Regions from separate parts of the Ovis aries genome. Here region 2 is linked to region 1. A link is a contact called in public Hi-C data. All regions are on one chromosome and are shown on one strand. The core of a region is the stretch at or near the end of the contact, and the rest is flanking DNA. Distances in the headings are between cores, read along the strand shown. Region 1 overlaps TBC1D5 (TBC1 domain family member 5). Region 2 holds the start of TBC1D5 (TBC1 domain family member 5).

Region 1 (7,725 bases), core at 746-3,245:
TTGTTGTTGTTTTTTTAAGCCTGAGAATAATAAAGAAGCTCAATTCTTCAAATATTTCACAAAAAATAAAGACAGTATCCCTGGCAACAGTGGAAGGTAAGTTCCAGTTTCCTTGCCACGTCACAGGAACCATTCTATGGCACTGGAAACAACAAAAAACGGCAACAAAGCTGACTTTAAAAAAAGTCATTTCCTTTCCAAACTGATAAACTTTGCACAAACTTGCCTCTGCCCATGGACTAAACAAACCGCAGCCCCAGCATCAAGGGAGGCGTGCACACATCTAGCAGGTGCTGCCGTTTATCACAGAACCGTCCAAAATAATTGGAAGTGACAGCCAGCACCACCACAAATGATTTATTAGTCTTTCACTCAGCTCTTCAGCTTCCTCGGGGCCAGAATAAATAATTTACCAACTCTGTATCTTCCAATCATTAATTCTTCCCTATGCATCCAAACTGCATTTAACTCTGCTGGGTTCAGTGGAATAAAACATACGATAGGAATATTTTTCCAAATACAGAACTATCTGACCATCTGAAAAGGCAGATTTGTCAGTCAAAATGTACAGTCCAGTGAAGAAGAGTCTCAGGGCTCAAAGTCAGCAACTGCAGGGGAGCTGGAGGGAATAAAGGCAAGAGAAGAGGAAAGGAAAGCAGAGCCCGGGAGAGAGCTCTTCCCGCTGAGGGCGGCTCCAGGGACGCTGGACGGCAGACCTGGGCAGCCACCTAAGCACACCGCCACTGGAGACCGCCAACCATGAGCACAGAGCATTCGCTAATTACTGCGTCCCCTAAGACACCCCTAAGTGATGGAAAGTACACAGTTCTCCCTCAAAAAAAGGTTGAAACTTTAAAACATGAACACACGGGATTTTTTTTCATGCAAATTAGACTTAATACAGGGCAGCTTCTTTAAAATATTTTAGTAGCTATCTTGAATGAGTTTATAAGACAACTACATACCCCTTGAAATTCATAAAAGAAAACACAGGCAAAAATCAAAGAAATAAATACTCCAAAATTTTTGACAATGACGGTAAAAGGTATGTCCATTAATTATGTAGAAAAAACATAGAAAACAAAAAAAAATTACATCTTAAATCCACTTTTGATGTACGCTAGTCTAGTCTCATTAAATCAGTATCTATGATTAAAAGAGAGATCATTTTTTGGTACATAATGTATTACATTGTTAGAGCAGCATCTGTTTATTGCACAGCATAAACATTTTTCAGCTTTCTGAAACTACTGATAGGCAAGAAGTGATATGGACCTAATTCTTTTTTATTCCAAGAATTACTCTCAGTGAAAGGGTTAATAACATTAATATTCTAATATCTGGCATTCTATGAAGCACATCAAGCTGGTGGACGCACAAGGAATTTCACAGAGTATTAGCTTTCTCTTCAGTAGTTTGAGAGAGAACCACAATTCAAATTTTAATGTGCAATACAAGGCTTTGTATATGTCTGAATATATGTCTTCCACCAAAATATGAAATGCATTAAAGTAAGTCCAACTAATGAAAATTATAAATGTGGAAAAGAATGGAATTTAGATAAAATTTTCAAATAATTTCTTAAAAACTCAAAAATGTTCACAAACAAGAGCGCATCATTTTCAAGACTCAATACTTTACTGTCATTAACTGAAACAATTATATAATTACCTAGGCACAAAAGCGTATTGTTTACATCAAGTCAAACCACGTCATATTTACACACAGACCAGTGCACTTGTTGCTATGGCAAAATAAACCCTCAGATGGCAGAGGTCCTAGCCTCCCACAGGGTAAAATAAAATAAAAATGTTGAAACTGGAAAATAAAAGGCATCTTTTTAAAACAAATATCAAAAAGACACACTAGAGATACTGTGTTTTCTCATAGGGGTAAGGGGGACAGGAGGACATTTTGAAACGGAGCAGCAGGACACGGTGGCCAGCAGTGCCGTCGGTTTTAAACAGCAGAGGGCCCTCAGCAAGGAAAGGGGGAGCGCTGCACAGCCTGCCGGCGCCACATGGCGAGGACGCTGCCTCACGCCCGCTCTGGGACACTGTGGCCCAAGAGCCGATGGCAGCCTGTCGGAGGAGGCCTGCCGAGCAACAGGGATATCTGTGGAATATCTGGGCCAAGTTTCGTGAGGCTTCAAAACACCCATCCAAAGAGAGAAACCCAAGCTGTGGTACCGATGTTGTGCTGCCATGGAATATTAAAGAGCAATTAAAATCAATAAACTAGATGTTTCAAAGGCAAAGAACAGCTCAGAAACAATGTTGGGTAAAAAAAGATTAAAAGGCAAACTGCATAAAGACTTACAGAATATTTCAGTTTAGTAAGAACACTTAATGAACACACAAATGCTAGCCTAAAAGCATGGACAGGAAAGATATAAACCAATTCCAGGATGGTGGTTATCTCTGGGAAAGGAAGAACTTTAAAACGTTTTTTACAAATATATACAGTAAACATTAGCATATGAATTCTGCATGGTAAATATCAACACAAGGTTGCCAGTTCTATTTATCGTCTGTATTTCTGTGACTATTTAAATGATTTCTTATATATTTTAAATTTAAGACATAATGTACATAATTTGTTTCCAAAAAAAGTAAGAGAATTTTACAATGTTTTACCTGAAACATGAGGGTCTACCTTTTTAAAAATCATGGCTTTGGTTGGTCTTCATATTAAAAAATTTTTAAATTCCAATCTAAAACACTAAAAATTCTATCCTCTTTTGACAAGTGATTTGGCTTAGTACCAATTTCAGATCATTAGTTCTCAGGAGACTCCAAGGTTTTATTTCAAAATTAGACTGAAAGAATTCACCACAGAGAGTTCCTAAGTAAGCTAAAAACACTCTTCCTGGGGGGCTGTGAATAACCGGTCCCATCATTTGTCTTAGAGCAAGCAGGCTGCAGCGCCTGCCTCGACTCTTCTGTTCTAACTCCCCAGTGGGAACCCATCGCTTCTCCGGTACGTTCCTTCTCATTTTCTCTGTTTACAGAAGGTATTAAGCTTCTATCTAAATATACATACATAGTCCTAGTTTAAGCCTTTATATGTATCAAATAAAATTTGACTCTAAAGAAATCAGAACCACAGTGACAAGCTTTCTAACTTGTATGAAAATTACTTGCAGTCGAATTTCAGTTCAGCCTCATTTCTTCACAGGCCTTTGGAAATATGACAGGTCATCTACAGCTAAATAGAAACAAGCTGCCTCCCATTTACAATTATACTTGTGCAAGAAAACAAAAGTTTAATGCACTTTATGTCACCATGAAGGAAACATTAAAGATACTGCTAATTTTCACAAAAAAATGATCAATATTCTCTCAAAGTAGCAACCATCTGATTTAAAGAATTACTGGCTTGTTATCTTAAACAAGAAATCATATTCAACTTATATTGATGTTTTCTATTTGAAGCGTGTCATGCAATATTGTAATTTATCTCATAAATCTACTAGAGTGTGATCAAATCCTATCAACTCTGATTGGCATAAATTTGAAACAATGAAGTAATCACATCTGTTAAGCAGTTCTAGTTTGCTAGACAACATTTTGAAAGTTTATACAGTAACACAGCTACGTTTTTTCTCCCTAAGACTGTCCTGCGCCTCACTTGAGCTTTTCCATAAAGTTCTGTTTGTGTCCTAGGTTCAGTGGGATTCAGACAAAAGATAAGAAACAGAGACAGAGGAAGTGTGAGAGATTAAATGACAGAAATGGTTGAAGTATGACTTCAAACACTCTAAAAATATTTTAACAAAACTCCAAATGAATTACAAGGCATCAAGACAGAAGAAAATAAATTCATTTGAATAAAAAAAATATAATCTAACTTTATCCTGAGACGACTACTGAAAATATATGAATGTTGAATTAATTAAAAATGCATGGACATGACACAGAATTCAAACCACGCTTATGGATTGAAACACTATTGTACAACAAAATCTACCACCAACTTCCTTGGTGCAAAATCCCTCATTTTTGAAACTTAAATGATTTTTATGAAAACATTATAATAGTATGTATATAAGTTAGTAGGTGAAAAATACAATATCCCCAAAGTACCTCTGGGTAATTTTTTAAATACTTCTAATTAGCAAGTGAACTCAAGGATAAAAATGACTAGACCCTAAAGATATATGGGGTAAATGGGCTAAAATGAGAAAGAAATATTAAAAATAAAATTTAGGACACTGTTAAGTAACTTCAAGTTATTGATCCTTATTGATTTATATCACCATGACTAAGATACAACTTAAGAGTATGTGAATATTCTACTAACGATGGCTAAATTATTATTACAAAATAAACTCCATCTGGGCCATTCACTGGCCATTAATTCCAGGCAGTGCTGAGACAAGTCTGCTCCTGCTGAACTCTGTCCTGGCTGCCCCTGCCGTGCACACATCTTGCCTCAGAAGCGACACCTCCTCAGCTTCCCTTCATGCCAATCACACACGCTCCGTACGTATTTGCTGATGGACTTATCTCAACAATTTCATTCTCTACCATTAAAACTGAAATAAATAAAACAAAACAATACGACTGAAGGAAAACTTCCCAGAAAGACACAACAGATAATTCTGCTGGTGAAACTTGACCCCAAGACAGTGACAGAGTTTCTTGACGAAATCTTCTGTTAATTCAGATGTTTTCCTTTTGTCTGTGGATATGGCAGGTTTTCACAAAACAAGTACATCCTATTTTCTTAGAATTTTCACTTGGAATTACTAGAATTCTTGCTGGCAACCCACTCCAGTACTCTTGCCTGGAAAATCCCGTGGAGGGAGGAGCCTGGTAGGCTACAGTTCATGGGGTAGCAAAGAGTCGGACACAACTGAGCGACTTCACTTTTGCTAACCAAAGATGGCAAAACTTTTTTCTCCATTCTCATTTCATTTCTATGATTTTGTCATATTATCTTTAATACATAAAACTATCCACTAGTCATCCATTTTCTACTATCTTAAAGCTTAATTTTTAATTACAGGCATAAAGAAATCAAAATTCTCATGACCACGCTAATTTAGCTTCAGTATAAAGACATTTTTGATTAGAAACTAACAATACTAATATTTTACATTTAAAAAGGTAAATTTTCATTAAGTTTTCTTTTCAATATATCTTCTGAAAAAACGGTATTGTTGCTATCTATCATCAATTTCATTTCTGTATTTTATGTTTTCATTCAAGGAGCACAATGCTTTGCACACAAAAACTGGTAAAAATAAGGTACTTCCTGTATTTATTACAAAGATAAGCAATGAACTAATTATTACAATATGGTATAATAAGTGTTTTCCAAAGGTTTGCAGGTGAGAAGACATCACTGAGAAATAAGGGGAAGCTTTCAAGAGCTGTGTATTGCAGGCTGAGTCAGCCACGAAAGCAGTAAGGTGTGAACAGCATATAGAAAGACTGACTTAACAAAGATTAACCACCTGGGCTTATTTTCTTCTTCCTCCCCAGACACAAAAGAGATCTTATTTTTGGAAAATCAGTAACTTTTCAAAGTATCTCATAAGAGAACTTACAAAACATACTGAGGAAAAGGTGAATCCTTTTGCCCCCAGCCCAGGAACACTCAACCCCACACACCCCACATCTACTACCCTGGAGCTGAATCTCCAAATACAAGAAATGGAAAAAGAAAATCAACTCTAAAAAATGGGAGAAGGGGAAGGGGATGAAAATCACTTCAGTTCAGTCATTCAGTCATGTCTGACTCTTTGCAATCCCATGGACTGCAGCACACCAGGCCTCCCTGTCCATCACCAACTCCAAGAGTTTACTCAAATTCATGTCCATTGAGTCGGTGATGTCATCCAGCCATCATATCCTCTGTTGCTCCCTTCTCCTCAATCTTTCCCAGGATCAGGGTCTTTTCAAATGAATCAGCTCTTCGCATGAGGTGGCCAAAGTATTGCAGCTTCAGCTTTAGCATCAGTCCTTCCAATTAACACCCAGGACTGATCTCCTTTAGGATGGACTGGTTGGATCTCCTTGCAGTCCAAGGGACTCTCCAGAGTCTTCTCCAACACCACACTTCAAAAGCATCAGTTCTTTGGCGTTCAGCTTTCTTTATGGTCCAACTCTCACACCTATACATGCCTACTGGATATGACTATACAGATGTTTCTTTCACAAAGTAATGTCTCTGCTTTTTGATATGCTGTCTAAGTTGGTCATAGCTTTTCTTCCAAGGAGCAAGCATCTTTTAATTTTGTGGCCGCAGTCACCATCTGCAGTGATTTTGGAGCCCAAAAAAATAAAGTCTGTCACTGCTTCCATTTCTGCCCCATCTGTCTGCCATGAAGTGATGAGATCAGATGCCATGATTTTAGTTTTTTGAATGCTGAGTTTTAAGCCAACTCTTTTCACTCTCCTCTTTCACCTTCAAGAGGCTCTTAAGTTCCTATTTGCCTTCTGCCATAAGGGTTGTGTCATCTACATATCTAAGGTTCCTGATATTTTTCCCAGCATTCTTGATTCCAGCTTGTGCTTCATCCAGCCTGGCATTTCACATGATGTACTCTGCATAGAAGTTAAATAAGCAGGGTGACAATATACAGCCTTGACATACTCCTTTCCCAATTTGGAACCAGTCCGTTTTTCCATATCCAGTTCTAACCGTTGCTTCTTGACCTGTATACAGGTTTCTCAGGAGGCAGGTACGGTGGTCTGCTATTGCCATCTCTTGAAGAATTTTCCACAGTTTGTTGTGATCCACACAGGCAAAAACTTTAGTGTAGTCAATGAAGCAGAAGTAGATGTTTTTCTGGAATTCTCTTGCTTTTTCTATTATCCAAAGAATGTAGGCAATGCTCTCTGGTTCTTCTGCCTTTTCTTAATTCAGCCTGTACATCTGGAATTTCTCGGTTCATGTACTGTTGAAGCCTAGCTTGAAGGATTTTGAGCATTACTTTGCTAGTGTGTGAGATGAGTGCAATTGTGCGGTAGTTTGAGCATTCTTTGGCATTGCCTTTCTACACGATTGGAATGAAAACTGGCCATTTCCAGTCCAGTGGCCATTGCTGAGTTTTCCAAATTTGCTGGCATTATTGAGTGCAGCACTTTCACAGCATCATCTTTCAGGATTTGAAATAGCTCAGCTGGAATTTCATCACCTCCACTAGCTTTGTTCATAGTAATGCTTCCTAAGGCTCATGTCTGGCTCTAGATGAGTGATCACAGCATTGTGGGTATTTTTTATGTACAGTTCTTCTGTGTACTCTTGCCACCTCTTCTTAATCTCTTCTGCTTCTGCTAGGTCCATACCACTCTGTCCTTTACTGAGCCCATCTTTGCATGAAAGTTCCCTTGGTACTATATACCTACTACACTTCAATTTTAAAAGATTAAAAGCAGCAAGTATTCCTTGACCAAAGATGCCACAGAGATTGGAGGGAATTCCCATGACAAAGATTTAGTCTGCAGGTTAACAATCTCTACATTGGACCAGTATCAACAGACTGCTGCACATTTATCTCTCAAGTTACGCTCATACGCACTATCAACAGTTATCACTTTGAAGATAAGTAAAATCATTTATCTAAACAAAAACACAGGTACACACACATTTTTACCCGAGATATGGTTTAACTGTATTATTTTATAATTTGGTTTCACTTAAAAAGCAAACAGAATGAGTGTATAGTTTCTGTTAAGCAAGGAGATGATTCTGAGAAATTAGCAACTGCTCAAA
Region 2 (7,579 bases), core at 3,915-6,414, 84 kb after region 1:
CAACCATCTTGCCTTTTTGCATTTCTTCTTCTTTGGGATGGTTTTGGTCACCTTCTCCTGTACAGTGTTACAAACTTCCACCCCTCAGACCCTGTATCAGATCTAATTCCTGTAATCTATTTGTCACTTCCACTGTATAATCGTAAAGGGTACGATTTAGGTCGTAACTGAATGGTCTAGTATTTTTCTCTACTTTCTTCAATATAAGTCTGAATTTTGCAATAAGGAGTTCATGATCTGAGCCACCGTCAGCTCCTGGTCTTGCTTTTGCTGACGGTGTAGAGCTTCTCCATCTTTGGCTGCAAAGGATATAATCAATCTGATTTCTGTGCTGACCGTCTGGTGATGTCCCTGTGTAGAGCCCTCTTTTGTGCTGTGGGAAGAGGGTGTCTGCCATGACCAGAGCCTCACTGCTTGGCCAGCAGCACCGCCTCTCCAGTCCATGGCTGCCGGACCGGGTCCTCCACGCAGTTCCCCGGCACAGACGTTCTTATCACCACCACACCGCGCATCTGTGAAGATGGTCCTCAGTGAACCATGAGGTGACCACTGTTGAGCACCTGCTGGCCGAGGGAAGCGGCAGAGCAGCCGGAGCCTGTCTGCCTCACTCCTGGCCAGCGTGCGCCAGAGGAGCCGCAAAGTGCTGAGCAGGGGGTGATAATCTCTGTGGTTCTAGGCCAGGTGTTATCCCTCCTTATCTGTGGGATTAGCTTGACCAGCAAGTATCTGTCAGAAGATTGCCATGCCAGTACACCAGTCTTCCAGAGTTTCCTCTATTACATCCTCCTCTTCTTGGTCTATACCACCACTCTAGCTGTCAGACAAGTCAGAGCTACCAAGATGGTGGAAGGGGTACGGGCTCATCTTCTCCTGTGAGAACTCCAAAATTGTAACTAACCACTGAGCAACCATCAACAGGAGAATGTTGGATCCCACCAAAAAAAGATACCTCATGTCCAAGGACAATGGAGAAGCCCAAACAAGATGGTAGGAGGGGCAAAATTACATTTATTAATAAAATGAAAATGTTGCCTAATGAATAGGAGATATTTCTAAATCATGTATCTGATACAGGGTGTAATACCCAAAACTTAAAAAGAGCCCATACAATTCAGTATCTAAAAGCAAACAACCTGACTCAAACATGTACACAAGATCTCAACGGATATTTTTTCCAAAGATGATACATTCAAGAGGGAAATGAAAACATGTTCAACATCACTAATCATTAGAGAAACACAAAGCAAAACTACACTGAAATATCTCCTCACATCAGTCAGAACGGCTATGATCAAAAAGACAACAAGTAACAAGTGTCAGTGAGGATGTGGAAAAAAAGGAACCCTTGAGGAATCCAAAAAATTAAAGGTACCAAAGATCCAGCAATTCCACTCCAGGATATTTATCTGAAGAAAACAAAAACACTAATGGAATATTACTGAGCCATGAAAAGGAATCTTGCCATTCAAAATAACCTGAAAAGTATTATACTAAGTGAAATGAGTCAGAGAAAGACAAATACTGCATGATTTCACTTATAATGTGAAATCTAAAAAACAAATGACCAAAACCTAATAAAATCAAATGAGCAAACATTTGATTTTTAACAAAATCAAAACAGAGGTATATACATACAGAGAACAAATAGGTGGTGGCCAAGGGAGGTGGGAAGAGGAATGAGACAGGGAGAGAGATTAAGAGGTACAAGCTTCCAGGTGCAAAATCATTTAAATGAACAGTGTGAGCAATATAGTTAGTTAATAACTATGTAATATCTTTGTCAGGTGACATATTGCAACTAGATGTTGTGTAATAGGTAACAACAGTGTCGTAGGTCAATTATACTTAAAAAATAAATTTACAGAAAGAGAGATCAAGCTTTGTGGTTAACAGAGCCAGGAGTAGAGGGACGGGGGAATTGGACAGACAAAAGACAGACAAAAGGTACAAACATCCAGTTATAAGATAAATAAGTACTAGGGCTATAACATACAACATGATAAATATAGTTAACACTGTTTTACGTTATACAGGAAAGCTGTTGAGAATAAATCCTAACAGGTCTCATTACAAGCAAAAAAATTTTTTTTCTATTTCTTTAATATCTATATGAGATGATGTATGTTCAAGAAACATTGTAATAATCACTTCATGACGTAAGTCAAATCATTATGCATTACACCTTAAATCTATATAATGTGTTAGTCACTCAGTCATGTCTGACTCTTTGTAACATCATGGACTGTAACCCACCAGGCTCCTCTGTCCATGGGATTCTCCAGGAAGGAATACTGGAGTAGGTTGCCATGCCCTCCTCCAGGGGATCTTCCCAACCCAGGGATGGAACCCAAGTCTTCCACATTGCAGGCATATTCTTTACATGCTGTTTATCAATTATGTCAATAAAACTGGGAGGAAAAAAAGTACTGTCATAATATTTAACAAGAAATAACAGTAAAGTAAGGACGAGACTGAAAACTGTAAAAATCACAGTGCTAAAAGTAGTTGATGTTATACTTCCATAAAGTTTTTCTAAACTTAAGAACCATTTTTAATGGCAATCCACTCCAGCACTCTTGCCTGGAAAATCCCATGGACAGAGGAGCCTGATAGGCTACAGTCCATGGGGTCGCAAAGAATCAGACACGACTGAGCGACTTCACTTCAAGAACCATTTTTATGTATATAAACTATATGAAGTTACCTGTGACAACTATGATTTTTCAATTACTTTTTTAATGTAAACTTTTCAATTTCATTTTTTTAATATTTAGGGAAAATCAACAGGTGGAGACTCCAAGTTTTTCACAAGTTTGCTTCCAAGGCTCAGGCACGTGTTACTCAGCTGAGGCTGCACTTGAGTAAGTGACAAAAGGAGCACCCACTCATTTCGCTCACCAATAAAAGAAACTTTTATCCCAAAGAGTATGATGCAGTCTATATGTTGATTAAAAATCCACCGACCCACTGCTGAGCAAGTGGACTTCTTCCGTGGAACATGTGCAGGCCCGGCGGGGCGGGCAGCACAGCATGCCCAGACGGTGCCTGCACTCCTCCTAGTCGAGGGAGCGCTCCCAGTTCTGCCATCCCCTCCCCTGGGACCTGGACTTGGCTTTTCTGCAAAGGGATTTCCCAAAGCAAGCTCTCTCAGTTCATCCTGCCATTTGTCTCTTACCTCAAGCCACCTCTACACCAAAAGTGAATTACTAAAAGGCACTTATTCATTGATTTATTTCATTTCTTAGCAAACAAGTAATATACACCCTTGCTACTCAAGAATGGTTCCTCCTCCAGCCGGAAGTAGTTTATAAGAAACATAAAATATCAAGCTGCAACACAGATCTACTGAATCAGAATCTGCATTTTCAAACAGGAGCCTCAAGGGATTCCCAGACACATTATAAAGTTTGAGAAGAACTGCTCTACAGGACTCTACAGCAAATAGCTGTAGAAAAATGCTCCAGTTTACAACCGAATTTAGAGATAAAATATGAAAACTACCAAGACATGGAATCAGAAAAGTTCCTTAAGACAATTAGTACATAAATTAAATTCTTTATCACTGGTATCAAACGTGCTCAAAAGTTTACTTTCAACAATGCCTACACTTAATGCTAAGTCAGTATCTGTGTACAAACAGCGGCATGTTCATATTATTATATAGTGACTACACGATAATATATTGGGGCTGTATACTGAGGGACAAAGAATAAAAAAGAATGATTAGGTCTAGAAATACAACCACCGTCTGGCCCAAAGTTGTGCAACCCGCATTCTAAAATTTCAGTATTTAGAATTTGGAGTTGGCTAAACTTTCCAGAAAATTATTCCCCACCAAAAATCTAAAAAGATGTGAACTTTAAACATATATCCTGCAATCGAAACTATTTAATAGCTAGTACTGAACAAATTTTAGGTCACCTGTAGAATCAAGAAATTGTTGTAGAGGTTTGAGCTCCTTTCTCCAGGAAACAGGAGGTGGGTGGGATGGGGTGTTACCAAAAAAGAAAAAAAAAAATCAGTGTTCACCTTCTGCAATGTTTCTCACATCCTGAAAGGCCTCAACTTGCATGTTCCTACAGGTGAAGGAAACTTAAGTCGTACTCAAACAAGCTCACGTTTCCCTCCTGAGGTGGGAGGGTAGGGGGGAAGCTCTCCTCTCTTCTGGAGAATGCATTTTACAAGGTTTGGGGGCTCCGAGCCCGTCTGGCTTCCGGCCGCGAAGGGACCTTTAAGGTACCAGGAAATGGACCAAGGAGGAAGTGGAGCCCGGCTCGGCCGCGGCGCTCAGCCCGGCCGCACCCGAGACCCCACCGGGCGGGGAGGCGGGCGGCAGGCCGCGGGGCAGCGCCTCAGCCCCGCCGCCCCGGGGCCAGGGAGCCCCGTCCCCCGCCCCCCGCCCCCCGCCCGGAACACGCACACGCGGGGGGCGCTGCGAGGCCCCGTCGCGGCGGCGACACCTCAGGCCCGCCCGGGGGAAGGCGGCGGCGCGGGGCGGGGCGGGACGCGTCCGGAGACGCTGAGGGGAGGCCGGGCGGGAGCGACTGCCCGCGGGGGCTGCACTGGAGGAGGGCGGAGGCGCTCAGGGCGCCCGAGCTGCTTTACGGCCGTCAGCGCCGTCGTCCTTTGGCGTTACCTGTGGCGCGGGAGGGCTCCCCGGCTCCTACGCCCTGAGTCCTCCCCTCTCTCTCTCTCTCCCTCAGCCTCTGCCGGGAGCTCGCGGGACTGGCCGCGCCTGACCCGACCAGAGAGGGAACAGGGCGGGGGGGTGGGGGCGGCGGCGGGGGCCGGCAGCCACGTGACCACGCCCGCGCCGTAACGGCGGCCGCCCCCCGCCGCGCGCCCTCGGCGCGCTCCACCTCTCAGCACCCCGCGGCGCGGGCGCCCGCGCTCTAGTGCGCATGCGCCCGCCGGGCCTGCACTCTGCGCGCGCGCGACGCGAGGCTGAGCGGGATCCGCGGGCTGAGCCGTCCGCCGCGGCTGCCGGCGCGCGTGCGCGGGAGGACTCGTTTCGTTTTTTTGTCCCCTTTCTCTTGCCCCCTTTTACCCTTTTATCTTCCACACCTCCGGCCGCGGTCTGCTGGCGCGCAGCGGGAGGCTGAGAATCCTCCCCCGGGCTGTCAGGCCATCTTGCTCACCACCACCTTCCCAGGGTGAGGCCGTCTGAAAGGCTGGCCCTCCTGCCTGAGAATTTGCATTTCCTGTGTCCTGTGACAGGGCCTTGTTGTAGCTGAGTGGACTCCTAGTCATGCTTCAATACCCAGCTGCTCTGTCGCTTCCTCTCTGAGATGTACCCTACTCTGCTTTGCGAGCCATTAGTAGTCTGTGCATACCTACTTTAGTATGGGGCTTCCCTGGTGGCTCAGCTGGTGAAGAATCCGCCTGCAATGCCGGAGACCTGGGTACCATCCCTGGGTCAGGAAGATCCCCTGAAGAAGGGGAAGCCTACCCACTCCAGTGTTCTGGCCTGGAGAATCCCATGGACAGAGGAGCCTGGCGGGCTGCAGGCCTTCGGGTCTCAAGAGTCGGACACGACTGAGCGACTTTCACTTCACTGCTCACTTTAGAATAACCCATAGAGAAATAATACGCGTTATTTTTTTTTTACAAACCACAGTAGTAGGCTTGGATTTTATGTTACCTCATAACTTAGGGCAGTATACGTCTCTAACATTGTGATATCTCCGCAAAGGCTTGAGGACTGACTGTGAATCCTGTGCTTTGTTGTCCTCCACTTGCTTTTAGTCAAGATTTAAACAGCGGGATGCTGTTTGCTTGTTTGCCCAATTTGAAAGCCTTTGAATGAAAAGGCTTGGAACGGTATTGCTCATTAGGGTGCTAAATGCTTCACCTAGTTACAGAGATTTATGGTATTTTATTACATATCTTCACAAAGAGCCTAATGGAAATTGATAGTGTTGAGTCCTGAAAACCAAGGCAGGAAAAGGTCAGATTTCCAAAGGTTAGCTGGCTTAGAGGAAGGTCCCTGGTGGAAGACCTTTGTTGGAGAACTGACAGACGCTCCCCTTAAGGGGAGCCCCTCACTGTCAGCGCATTTGGTTGTCGAAGCAGTACAGGTTAAGTGAGTTCCTTGTGCCAGATTTAATCAGGAAAAACTAAATAAAATGTAAAAACTAACTGGTAGCTCTGGCTAGATGAGTCATCATTACTGTTAAACCAGTGAATATTGAGGTGATGTTCAGCAACAGAACCCCTGTTGGGATAAATGTTGATCAAATAAGATATGGCAACCCACTCCAGTATTCTTGCCTGGAAAATTCCATGGGCAGAGAAGCCTGGAGGGCTTCATGGGGTTGCAAGGAGTCAGACACGACTGAGCAACTGAACACATACCTACATACCTACACATGCATGAAACAGTGTTAACAAGGGCTTCTGAGAAGCAGGAAAAGCACAGCCTCCTCTCATGGGTTTGCAATGTTGATGGGCTCTTCTCTGCACCTACCAGTGGATACACCTGTGGATGGATCCCACCCAACAATTGCAGCTGCCACCTCAGATATGCCAGTAACATTTCGCTGTATCTAGTCCAAGGTTCAGAATCTGAGGAACACTGTTATTTTGGTGGCCTACACAGAACCATGCCTCCCTAGGAGTCATGCTCTTGTGTAATCTCCTCTTGGATCTGGGCTGGACTTGTCACTGCTTTCAACAATTAAAAAAAAAAAATCTGTTCCAAGTCTAGGCCTTAAAAACAGGCTTTGCAGTGACAACATTGAAATTTACCAGAACCTGTACTCAGGGAAAACAGAGACTATTAGGAAATCCCCCCACCTGTTGGTATTCTGGGAAATGCCTTATGGCAAAGAACAATCCTTCCCCTGTATGACTTAGATAAGACTCTCTCTGCCCTCGGACCCCTCATTGTGTTTATGAGACCACGCTCCCCCTGTCAGTCACTGACTGCACAGCAGGGCAACTCAGGCAGGGGTCTTCTAATGGGTGGCTTTGGCTCCAGGATTCCCCATGGGTCTGGACAAATTGTCTCAGAACCGCCTGTAGTCTTGGGGCTTCCTTAATTAAGCTTCCCTTCCTTCCTCTAGAACTTGCACAGGTGTCCTACCTGCATCATCGTGGTCTCTCCCGCTGCCCCTGCTTCCTTCCTTTGGTCCTTCACTGTTAGTCTCTCCAACTTTTGTACACCCACTCCCATCTTGGTGTCTCCCTCCCTGAGGGCCTGAACTGAAACCCACCCCCATTCTAGGATTTCTCCTGGCCCACCCTCAGGCTAGAGCTACAGGTCAGAGATAACGAATCATCTCAGAAAAGTCTAACTTCTCTCATTCTCTGGTACCTTACATTTTTTTCAAATCCTTTCCATCTCCCAGACCCCTTGTTAGAAGGCAGCTAACCCCAGGTAGGGGTAACAACATGCTTAAAGCCTTTCGCTACTAAGAATATAAGAAAGATTAACAGTTATTTTGACTACAAAGAAAATTGAGAATATAATAAAGATTGTTATATTAGTAATAAAAATTACTAAACATGGGCCATTTGAGTCTCCCCCTCCCCATGTGTTCCTATAGCAGATACTAGGGAGGCTGTTCATGTAGTTCAT

Evidence for each region. A called contact is a pair of places that touch in the nucleus more often than the background predicts.
Region 2: a contact with region 1 is called in a Hi-C map of hypothalamus, with 2.0 times the contacts expected there. The contact joins the promoter of TBC1D5 here to the enhancer-like site in region 1. A contact is called at or near these places in 2 of 16 Hi-C or Micro-C datasets (hypothalamus and muscle).

What each region holds. Positions count from the first base shown.
Region 1 is chr1:275,631,441-275,639,165 of ARS-UI_Ramb_v3.0, forward strand. It overlaps TBC1D5 (TBC1 domain family member 5), which reads right to left. Exons shown (of 24, transcript XM_060396797.1): 2 at 1-7,725. Among named protein-coding and RNA genes, the nearest start is that of TBC1D5, 82 kb to the right of the region's middle. Within about 2 kb of position 1,996, at least 12 of the 54 cell types and tissues checked have an H3K27ac peak or open chromatin away from gene starts, as enhancers often do. A contact at or near this core is called in hypothalamus, where this site is marked.
Region 2 is chr1:275,712,502-275,720,080 of ARS-UI_Ramb_v3.0, forward strand. TBC1D5 (TBC1 domain family member 5) reads right to left here and starts at 5,165. Exons shown (of 24, transcript XM_060396797.1): 1 at 5,048-5,165.